Regions from separate parts of the Xenopus laevis genome. Here region 1 is linked to region 2. Evidence: chromatin contacts called from public Hi-C data. All regions are on one chromosome and are shown on one strand. Each heading gives the region's core, a stretch centred on a gene start, on an enhancer-like site or on the middle of the called end of the contact. The rest is flanking DNA. Distances are from core to core; before and after follow the strand shown.

Region 1 (5,409 bases), core at 566-3,065, 65 kb after region 2:
TGATTTTTATTCGATCAAAAAAAAAAACTTAGAAAAGTGCTCTGGAAGGTTCCCATAGGCTAACATTGCACTTCGGTAGGTTTAAAGTGGCAAAGTATGAAGGCAAAGTTTTTTTTAAAGGAAAACTATACCCCCCCAAACAATGTAGGTCTCTATTAAAAGATACTGAGTAAAATAGCTCATGTGTAAAACCCTGCTTCATGTAAATGAACCATTATCATAATAATATACTTTTTTAGTAGTATGTGCCATTGGGTAATCATAAATAGAAAATTGCCATTTTAAAAAATAAGGGCCGCCCCCTGAGATCGTAAGATTCACTGTGTACACATACAAACCACATGTAAGGTCACATGAGCCAATGAACAGACAGAGTTCTGCCTTTTGCTTCAACACTTCTTCCTGTTACAGTTAGTGTTGTAGTATTTCTGGTCAGGTGATCTCTGAGGCAGCACAAATACAGTCACGAAATGGTGGTTCAAGGCAAGAGATGTAAAAGGGCAATATTTATGTAAATATATATTCCAGTTTGGTAAGATTCTTTAATATGTCATTCAATTTGATATAAACTATCTTTTGCTTAAGTATTCATTTTGGGGGTATAGTTTTCCTTTAAAAAGACAGTACCTCGATTATCGAATAGTCGAACGATTTTTACTTCGAATCGTTCGAATCATTCGATTCGATCGAATTTGACCAATTTGATGGTCGAAGTACCCAAAAAATACTTCTAAATTCGAATATTTTTGCATTTGAATTATTCACTCGATCTTAGTTAATCTGCCCCATACTGTATGCCCCATAAAGAGCAATAAAGCAGTGGTGTTGCCTATGGTAATTTACTGTATTTCAGAATAAAAACAGAATTTAGACAATAAACCAAGGTTATGGTGTGTGTGTGTGTGTGTGTGTGTGTGTGTGTATATATATATATATATATATATATATATATATATATATATATATATATATATATAGTGAATAAAGTACCCCCTTTTGTAAAATATAAGGATATTATAAGTTACCGAGGAGTTTCATGACCATATAAAAACACGAGGCCGAAGGCCGAGTGTTTTTATACAGGTCATGGAACTCCGAGGTAACTTCTAATATCCTCATATTTTGCAACTGGGGGTACTTTATTTATTATAATACACAAATTTCAGTGAGTCATGTGACAGAAATGACATCAGAACTCACCGTTTATAACTGATGACATCAGAACTCACCGCTTATAAGGATATAATTTACAGGATATTCATGGCTTTTGTGTATTATATATATATATATATATATATATATAAGATCCGCACTCACAGGACTTATGAAAATTATAGAAAATTTATTGCAAGAGACTCTTGCAATAAATTTTCTATAATTTTCATAAGTCCTGTGAGTGCGGATCTTATTTGTGCATGTGGAGTTCGAAATTGTCGATGCTGCACCCAGGCGTTCAAAAGCTATTTTTCGAGAGTGCTGGCTTCTTGGAGGACTATATATATATATATATATATATATATATATATATATATATATATATATATATATATATATATATATATATATATATATATATTCTGTTTCTTTTATTCTGAAATAAAGTAAATCAAATGTAAATTTATTCTGTGCTCTCTCGTTGAGAAAAGAGCCTTCAACTGAGGTTTCGGCCTATTTACATTCATAAATGGGAGCCACAGAACCCAGACATTGGCGTGGCACATTTCACACACTAGTAAAAGCAACAAATTAAATTCCCCTAATAGCCTAATGTCTTAAGTGAAACTGGTCGGCTAATAATAAAATAATAATAATTAGAAACTTCTATTTGTTTGTGTTGCAATAGAATGTGATCCTTGTGGCCCAGTCACATTCTAGCAAAGTTCCCTAATGACATCAGTATCACCATGAATAGTGCTCACAATGAGCTGCCCTGCATTCCTCACATACTTTGCTTTTATCCACTCCCTGAATCATTGGCAGAATCATCATTCATGTTTAACCCCTTGGTATTTTCTTTTGCATTCCCATCCATCTAATGCATTATTAATGCATAATTACAGAGCAGACTGCAGTGACTGTGTCCCTATAGATATAAATAAATCCTGCATCAACAGTACCCCTCCTGTTTCTGTGAGGAGGCAGACTTTCTTCTTGTACTTTAAAATTTATATGGAATTAGTGTATTGTACAAACGATGTTCTATAGGCCTGTGTCACCACTGGCAGCACTAATTGGACTAATTGAACCAAGTTCTTTCAGTTCTTTCAACTTATTAATAATATCCATGAGACTCCAAACTAATGGTATGGAAAGCTGGAGGAGAGCTAACCACTGCTAAATTAGTTTAAGGGGCAGATTTATTAAAGGGATACTGTTATGGGAAAACATTTTTTTTTTCAAAACGCATCAGTTAATAGTGCTGCCTCCGCGTGTCTTCCTGTCCACTATAATGAAAAGTCGCCTGCACTAAAGCACACGCGGCACTTCGTTTTCCGAAGTCGCCCGAAGTATGCTTGTTGACACGCAAAAGACACGCGAAGGCAGTTCGGGGAGATTGTCGCCCAGAAGAGGAGGCGATTAGTCGCCAGGCGACTAAATCTCCACGAATCTGCTTGTGTGGACTGACCCTAACTGATGCGTTTTGAAAAAAACATGTTTTCCCATGACAGTATCCCTTTAGAGATCGAAAAGTAAATTGAATTTTCGAAAAATCTATTTTTGGTTAAAACTCTCAAATACGAATTGTGAATTATCCAAACTCAATTAGAATTCAAATTTGAATTTCGAGATTTATCAAACCTATACCCTGGGAATAATTTGACTATTCACCACCTAAAACCTGTCAAGATCAGACAATGGGAGACTTCCAGTGACCCATTTGAAGATGTTAATAGCCTTCCTGACATTCAAGTTTTTTTGGGGGGAAAAAACTCAGTTCGAGATTAGTCGAATTCGGTTTGAGTTTTCGGGTTGGTAATACTTGTTTGTTATATTCGATTTTTTTCTTAAATAACCTCCTAATCGAATTTAGAGTATATTCGAATTTATTAAAGTTAAGGAAAACTCACATGAATTCAAAATCAACCTTTGATAAATGGCCTTTACGTGTTGCATGCAGTATGGACCACCAGTGCATGGCTTAGCAAAGGAAGGATACTGCTGTAGTAATTACAGTTACAAATAATATTAAGATATATTTATTATGCTATGATACGTTCCATATAACAGAAACATTTAAGTGGATGTGCACTTGTAACCAGACCCTCAATGTGTTTGTTCTTTGTGTTTTTGCAGGGTGATCCCTATGGTACAGTGATGTGGATATTGTAAGCCAAACCGAATTCAGGCCGACCTCATTCCTCGTGTTCAATATGGAGCTGAAGGTGTGGGTGGATGGAGTGCAACGTGTGGTCTGTGGTGTGTCGGAGCAAACGTCCTGCCAGGATGTCGTCATTGCTTTGGCCCAAGCCATAGGTAGGCATCTAATGACCTCAGGGCTTAGCTTATCTGAAAGTTACAGCCCTTGAAATTTTAGGGGGATATTTACTAATATTTGAATTTATCCCATTTTTTTTTAATTAAAACAAAGTCGACCTAACTTCCATCCACGAATTTAACTCATTTATCAAATCAGCTCGAAAAAAGCCGGTGTCGGAAAAGTCTCGACAAAATTGTGCAACAATTCGAATTGTATGCCTTTTTTTTGAATTTGACTCCCAAATTGCTAGATTTTTTTTCGAGTTGTCGCCCAAAACCCCCGACTTTTTCGGATTATCCGGAGCATATCACAATGTCAAGTTGTAAAAATTACATCTGCCATGACCTTGACAGATTTTAGCTGGAGTATTCGCAGCTTTGGGATGAAATAAAAATTTTGAGAAAATTCACCCAGAAAAAAACGAGGCTTCATAAATAGGCCCCTAAAGTTAGGGGGTTATTTACTAAACCTTGATTTTTTTTGGTCAAGGTTTTTTGGGGAAATACTAGAAGTTTTAGATGAAAAAATAAACTAACATTTTTTGAGATTTATTATACCCAGAAGCTGCTAAAGGTTTGAGTTTCACCATCTCAAACCTGTCTGTCATGTAGAACTCAGTGCCAGATGTCCCTTATACAAATTAAAGATATAGGGATCTGTGCTGGGTTTCCTCCAATGATCTGAATAATTTGGGGTTTTCGGGCAATACCCTGAACAAATCAACTGATTTGGGTGTCAAATCTGAAAAATGTATACGATTCGAGTTTTCTCTTGATTTTATAGTTTTTTTTCTTGATCTGACTTCTTCAAGTTATTTTATTGATAAATAAGATAAAACCGTGGATGGGAGTTTGGTCGAGCTAAAAATATGAGATACATTTGAGTTTTAGTAAATAATCCCCTAAATGCCTCCAAAATAAACCTCCTATCATTGTTTTGGCCCATTAGCATTGTGAGGAAGATTGTAGCTGAGTTTATAGTACAATGTACCCTTTTGATGCTGCAGTTGCTTTGTGCTTAGTATAGGGCATACCTGTGCTGTCATAGTTTTCTGTTATCAGCAGATTTTGGTGAGGGTGATGTTCCTGCTGTATCTGTATAACTTAAGCCACATCCCAGTAAATGCAAGCTGATGCTCATAAAACCATATCATTATCTTGGAATATTTATAGATTTATGTAAGGATATGGTTGCAGTTAACTTGTGGGAAGTTATAATGGCCATTTCAGTCTAAATCTAAATAATAATGCAATAATTTATGTTATAGGTCAAACTGGACGTTATGTCCTCATCCAGACTCTTCGGGACAAGGAGAGGCAACTTCTGCCCCATGAAAGGCCCCTGGAGTTCCTATCCAAGAGTGGACAATATGCCAATGATGTGCATTTCATTTTGAGGCGCACAGGACCAAGCTTAGCTGAACGTCCATCCTCCGATACAGGCCCTGTGCCCCCAGAGAGGACTTTTGTCAGGTCGAGTTTGCCCCTAAATACTCGAACAGCTGGCACAGAAGTGACAAAGTCAAAGGAGCCCAAAAAGTCATTGACATTTAATTTGGGGCCTATAGGTTCCACTGATATTTTGTCCAAGCACAGACAGAAGCAAGTGAATGGCACTCCTGTTAAAGATGGTTCCTCCCCGAGGCCCCCCAGCAAAGAGGAGATATTCAAGATGGTGTTACGGCAGCAGGATCAGCTAAAGTCCATAGAAATGCAAAATGTTTCTTTAGGCAAGGATATCCAGACGTGGGAAAGAGGCAGAGCTGGGAGGCCCATGGATCAAGATGAAGATGAAATAGCTTACTTGGAAAGACTGATCCAGTGTAATGAAGCTGAGCTTGGAGAAGAGATGTTTTGGGAGGATGAACTGCAAAGGGAAAGGGCAGAGGAACAAGGGAGGCAGGAGAAAATGAGAAAGCTTAGGGCTACAAT
Region 2 (5,771 bases), core at 1,679-4,178:
GAAGCCCAGACCACACTGAGCATGTGCACAGTCTTGGTCTTGAAAAGATGTTTAACAAAGTCACAAGATGGTGACCCCCTGTGGCCAACTTTGAAAGCATAAATCATTTTTTGATTAGGCTTGTGGTGCAGTAAGTTCATGTTTATATTTAGTATATAAAATACAGCATTTCTAGCATTATTATATTTTAGACTTTCCTTGTCCTTTAATTAGCTTTTAGCAGAGAGCACAGAAATCAGATACTTTGTAACAATTTTGAGATACAAAAAAACAGTTTAGATAAGGAGAAATATTTTCAAACTTTCATAACCTGCCAAATTTTGTAAAATGAAAATGGTAATTAGGGGGTGTGGCCACATAAAGGGGCGTGGTAGAAAAAATTGCTGTTCTACATGCACAAAAAAATGTTGTCCCTCTTTTTACTTCCAAAATGTTGGGAGGTATGTAAAAATTGCAATAACAATACATCTGTAGCCTTGCAGAGCATTTGTTTTTAGATAGGGTCAGTGACCCCCATTTGAAAGCTGGGAAGACAGAAGAAAAGGGCAAATAATTAAAAAAAAACAACTATAAAAAATAAATAATGAAGGCCAATTGAAAAGTTTCTCAGACCTGGCCATACTAAAAATTAACTTAAAGGTAAACTTCCCCTTTAGGTCTAAGGTCTGTTGGGCTTAATGAAGTCGTTTGCACATGGATAGGAAACTGGCTACAGGATCGGGTACAGAGGGTGGTTGTTAATGGGACATTCTCTATTTGGAGTAAGATTCTTAGTGGGGTCCCCCAGGGCTCGGTATTAGGTCCACTTTTATTTAACTTGTCCATTAATGACTATGGGGAGGTTATTGTAAGTAATGTATCAGTGTTTGCAGATGACACAAAACTATCCAGCCCAATTAATTCCATCCAGGATGTGGCATCCTTACAACAGGATCTTGACAAACTGGCAATCTGGGCAGCTAAGTGGCAAATGAGATTCAATGTTGATAAATGTAAAGTCATGCACCTGGGATGTAAAAATATCCACTTATACCCTTAATGGGACTGCACTAGGCAAATCCATTATGGAAAAGGACCTTGGAGTCCTTGTAGATGATAAACTTGGCTGTAGCAAGCAATGCCAGTCAGCAGCATCAAGGGCAAATAAGGTCTTGAGCTGTATTTAAAAGGGCATAGAGTCACAGGAGGAGGGGGTCATTCTGCCACTTTATAGAGCGCTGGTAGGGCCCATCTAGAATATGCCATACAGTTTTGGTCCCCATCACTCAAACAGGACATTATTGTATCAGAGAGAGTACAGAGAAGGGCAACTAAGCTGGTGAAAGGTATTGAAAATCTTAGCTAGGAAAGACTGGCCAAATTGGGGATGTTCACGCTGGAGAAGAGGGACTTAAGGGGTGATATGATAACTATGTATAAATATATAAGGGGATCATATAATAATCTCTCTAATGCTTTATTTACCAGTAGGTCTTTCCAGCTGACACGAGGTCACCCATTCCGATTAGAAGAAAAGAGGTTCCGCCTAAATATTCGGAAGGGGTTTTTACAGTGAGAGCCGTGAAGATGTGGAATTCTCTCCCTGAATCATTCGTACAGGCTGATACATTAGATAGCTTTAAGAAGAGGTTGGATGGTGTTTAGCAAGTGAGGGAATACAGGGTTATGGAAGATAGCTCATAGTACAAGTTGATCCAGGGACTAGTCCGATTGCCATTTTGGAGTCAGGATGGAATTTTTCCCCCTTTGAGGCAAATTGGTGAGGATTCAGATGGGTTTTTTTTTTGCCTTCCTATGGATCAACTGGCAGTAAAGCTGGCCATAGACGCAAAGATCTGATCGTATGAATCAAGGCGATTTTCGAACTGTGTGTGGAGAGTCCCGAAATTTTTCGTCCGGCGGAGATCGGTCGTTTGGTCGATCAGAGAGGTTAGAAAATTTCTGTCGGCTGCCGATAATATCTCTGCGTGTATTGCCGATCGTACGATTTTCAGTGGGAGACTGTCACTAGCTTTGGTTGGACATAGATATCGTACGATTGCTGTCAGGGGCAGATTGCTGTTCTTTAACTAATATGACTGGTACAGCTGGTATGGCCAGCTTTAGGCAGATATAAAAAAAAAAAAAAAAAGTTGAACTTGATGGACATGTGTCTTTTTTCAACCTTACTTACTATGTTTCTATGTTACTATGTAATGAAATGAGGCAAATCTTTAAGAATAATTAATTTTTTCTCTGTAATAATAATACAGTACCTTGTACTTGATCCCAACTAAGAATAAGATATAATTGGTCCTACAAACTGGAAAAACACTGTATTGTGGGGGAAAAAACATGGCAATTGCACTCAAAACCGCACTTTGCTCCCTGCACTTGTGGCCGTTAATGAAGCCTGTGTGTGTGTGTGTGTATCCATAAAGTGCACTCAAGGGGTTTTCACTGCTTAAACTACCGGACTCTTCTTACTTTCCAGGGATTCTTAAACTGTGGGTCAGGACCCAAAAAATGAGTCCTCGTGCTATTTAGGGAGGGTTGCTGAATTCAGTTATATTCAGAAACCCTGATGAAAACAAAGTATATCAACCAAAGCAAACCCTGCTCCAAGCCCCCTGAGCAAATAAAAAATACAGATTTTCTACAAAGCTAGAAGAACCTAATATTTTTCTGCATATATTTACCTTGAAAAATGTTGAGTTTCCATTAGTGGCTGCCCTGTGCTGTTCGGATATTTCTGCTAACGTGTTACCTCATTATTGTTGATGTTTCCATGGCATCTAGGTATGCCGCTTGGCCCAGTCATAAACTCTCCGGCCTGTTACAACAGAGCAAAGTTCATTGACTAAAGGAAGCCATTCTGTTATATGATTCTCCTGTAGTAAAAACAAACTCTTCTATTTCCCCCCCCCCCCGGGTCCTTAGTGGGATGAACCTGATAAAGTGGAAAATAATCTATTACAGAATGTTTTATTTATGGAATGAACATGAAGCCTAAACCATCATATTTTTTTCTTTTGACGTTTAACATAAATCCTTTTTTCATTTTCATGTCAGTTAAAAGAGTTTTCTTACACTCGGGGGGGGGAGCCAAATGTTAGGCACCCCCAAGTGAATGTATTTACTTACGTGAAACCCCGGGTTGGTGCTCCTATCAGCAGCGCCGATTCTAAGCTAATAGCCGCCTGAGGCGGCTGCTGCAATGCCGCCCCCCTCGTCGGCTTACCTGTCTGGAGGGGAGGCAGGAACACTAATGCGGAGAGTGCAATTGCACTCTCTTGCATTAGTAAAGACGAATTTCCGGTTTAAAAACCGTAAATTTGGCTCTGGTACCAGAGCCGCCCCTGGAAACCTCCCCGGCGGTGGAGGCAGAAAACTGTACCGACCCAGGGTTGTTCCACGGAGCAATCCTCTTCTTTCTTCCTGCTGCTGCACATAATTACTTAACTAAAAAGTCAGCTATTTCATTCTACTGCGCATGCATTTTGCCCTGTGAAATTTGAAGACAGAAGAAGCCAGAAGAGGGTCGCTCCCTGGTGCTCGTTCGCTGGAAGAACCCCAGGCTGGTGCCGTTTTCTGCTGATAGGAGCATCGGCCCGGGCTTTCATGTAAGTAAATGCGATCACTTGGGGGTGCCTAACATTTGGCAATGCCCAGAATTAGACAACTTGTTATCTACAAAAAAATCCAAGATCCTTCTCATTTAAGGAAACTCCCAAACACACTGCCATATAGGGGCACATTTAATTAGGGTCGAATATCGAGGGTTTATTAACCCTTGATATTCGACTGTCGAAGTTAAATCCTTCGACTTCGAATATCGAAGTCAAAGGATTTACTGCAATTCGTTCGATCAAAGGAAAAATCGTTTGATCGAACAATTAACGAACGATTCGAAGGATTTAATTCTTCGAATCGTGACCTTCCCCATAGGCTAACATTGAGGTTCGGTAGGTTTTACTTGGCGAAGTGTCAAAGTTTTTTTTAAAGAGACAGTACCTTGTCTATCGAATGGTCGAATAGTCAAACGATTTTTAGTTTGAATTGTTCGATTTCATGTCGTAGTCGAAGGTCGAAGTAGCCAATTCGATGGTCAAAGAAAAAAATAGTTTATTTTTATTCTATTTCTTCACTTGAGCTAAATGTGTCCCTTAGTGTATAACTTGCATTTATATTATTTTTGCCAAAATGCATAACCTTGTTTTTATCAACATTGAACCTCATTTTCCAGTTTGTTGGCCTGTTTCCCAATTAATGGTCCCCATAGACGCGACGATTCCAGGGCAGAACGATTGTTGGTCTAGAGCAGCCATATGGACATACATTTGCTAAACACTACAGATTGGACATTGCGGCTTCCCAGGAAGCAGCCTTCGGTAGAACGATTTTCCAGTCGGTGTTCCAGAAGCAATGATTCCACCCTGTTACTTGCTATATCCCATATGTGCTGCTGTTTAGGACGTCAAGGAAAGATGAAATTGTACTTACCGTAATTTCTTTTTCCTTGAAGTCCATACAGCAGCACATCTGGTTTCCACCCAAATAAATATATATTGAAGCAGTTTGTTCTGTGTATTCTTGTTACAACACAATGGAGGGGGACGGGGGAGTGAATTTATGTGATTTTTGCTGTTTTTTAATTGGCTCTTGTCTGTCCTATCAGAATAAGGAAGGGTATTTAACCCATATGTGCTGCAGTATGGACTTCAAGGAAAAAGAATTTTCATCTTTATGTTGGTTAAGTCCCTGTGCTCTCCCAAGCTTAACGTCAAGCCCCTGGGTAGCAGAAAAACAGAAAATGTTAAGAATGTATCAAGAAGGGTCATACAGAGAGGTAACAGGGAAGAGAAATGATTTTATTACAGGAATATGCATGTTTCAGTTATCGTAAACACAGTCCTCCAAGTTTTCTGTGCACCCAGCACTTGAAGCCATAGGCGTCCACAGGGAGGTGCAAGCGGGAGCACTTGTCCCCCCTTGGAGTTTCCCCTCAAACAGATTAAAACAAGTTCCCCAGGTTCTCTTAATGTGCTGATTATGTGCCTTTCTTCCCTGATAACACTGCAGGTCTCTCAGCCAGGCTCCAGCTTGATGTTTGTTACATTTTATACTTTCTCATGATGCTGTGTGTGACTGTTAAGGTGGCCATACACTGAAAGATCTGCCCATTTGTTCATTACACAAGGAATATTAGAAGAGTTCCCAAGTACCCATGCTGGTGTTGAACCTGGGCACCCATGAATAACAGGACTTAGCACTCTTTACTTAAACAGTTCCTCCAAGTTACACAGTTATGAAAGTTGTAAGCAACTTTTCTGGGCTGTCAATAAATTTCCTATAAACCTGGCCTTACCTTAGTAGGCTTAGTCTGGAGCAGTCTGGAGCAGTTATCCCCAACCTGTGGCTCACCAACCCCTTGGATGTTGCTGTCACTGGCCTCAAAGCATGCTTATTTTTGAATTCCACGCAAGTTTTAATTGGTATACTGCCAAACAGAGCCTACTATATGCTGTCCATCCACATAGGGGCTACCAAATAGGCATGTCCTGAGACTTTTGTCATGCTTGTGTTGCCCCAACTCTCCTTATCCCCGTGCTCTGGACCCAGCGATATAAGACTCACGCAAGCATGCCTGCATATGAAGGGAGAGAGAGAGGAAGAGGGAAAGTGGGACCAGACGTGGTCCCAGCCTAAGGGCACCAAATGTATAAATTTCTCCCTGATATTCCCATCATTATATGCCATTTCCCTGTTATTGTTTTTTTTTACAATCTCCC

The links. A called contact is a pair of places that touch in the nucleus more often than the background predicts.
Region 1: a contact with region 2 is called in a Hi-C map of the XL177 cell line, with 2.2 times the contacts expected there. The contact joins the enhancer-like site here to the promoter of LOC108713896 in region 2. A contact is called at or near these places in 2 of 4 Hi-C or Micro-C datasets (the XL177 cell line and the XTC cell line).

What each region holds. Positions count from the first base shown.
Region 1 is chr4L:25,700,611-25,706,019 of Xenopus_laevis_v10.1, forward strand. It overlaps rassf7.L (ras association domain-containing protein 8), which reads left to right. Exons shown (of 6, transcript XM_018256779.2): 2 at 3,295-3,474; 3 at 4,746-5,409. The coding sequence starts at 3,372. Among protein-coding and RNA genes, the nearest start is that of phrf1.L, 32 kb to the right of the region's middle. Within about 2 kb of position 1,816, at least 1 of the 7 cell types and tissues checked has an H3K27ac peak or open chromatin away from gene starts, as enhancers often do.
Region 2 is chr4L:25,634,813-25,640,583 of Xenopus_laevis_v10.1, forward strand. It overlaps LOC108713896 (lamin tail domain-containing protein 1-like), which reads right to left and starts at 2,929. Exons shown (of 7, transcript XM_041589994.1): 1 at 2,679-2,929. The coding sequence starts at 2,701.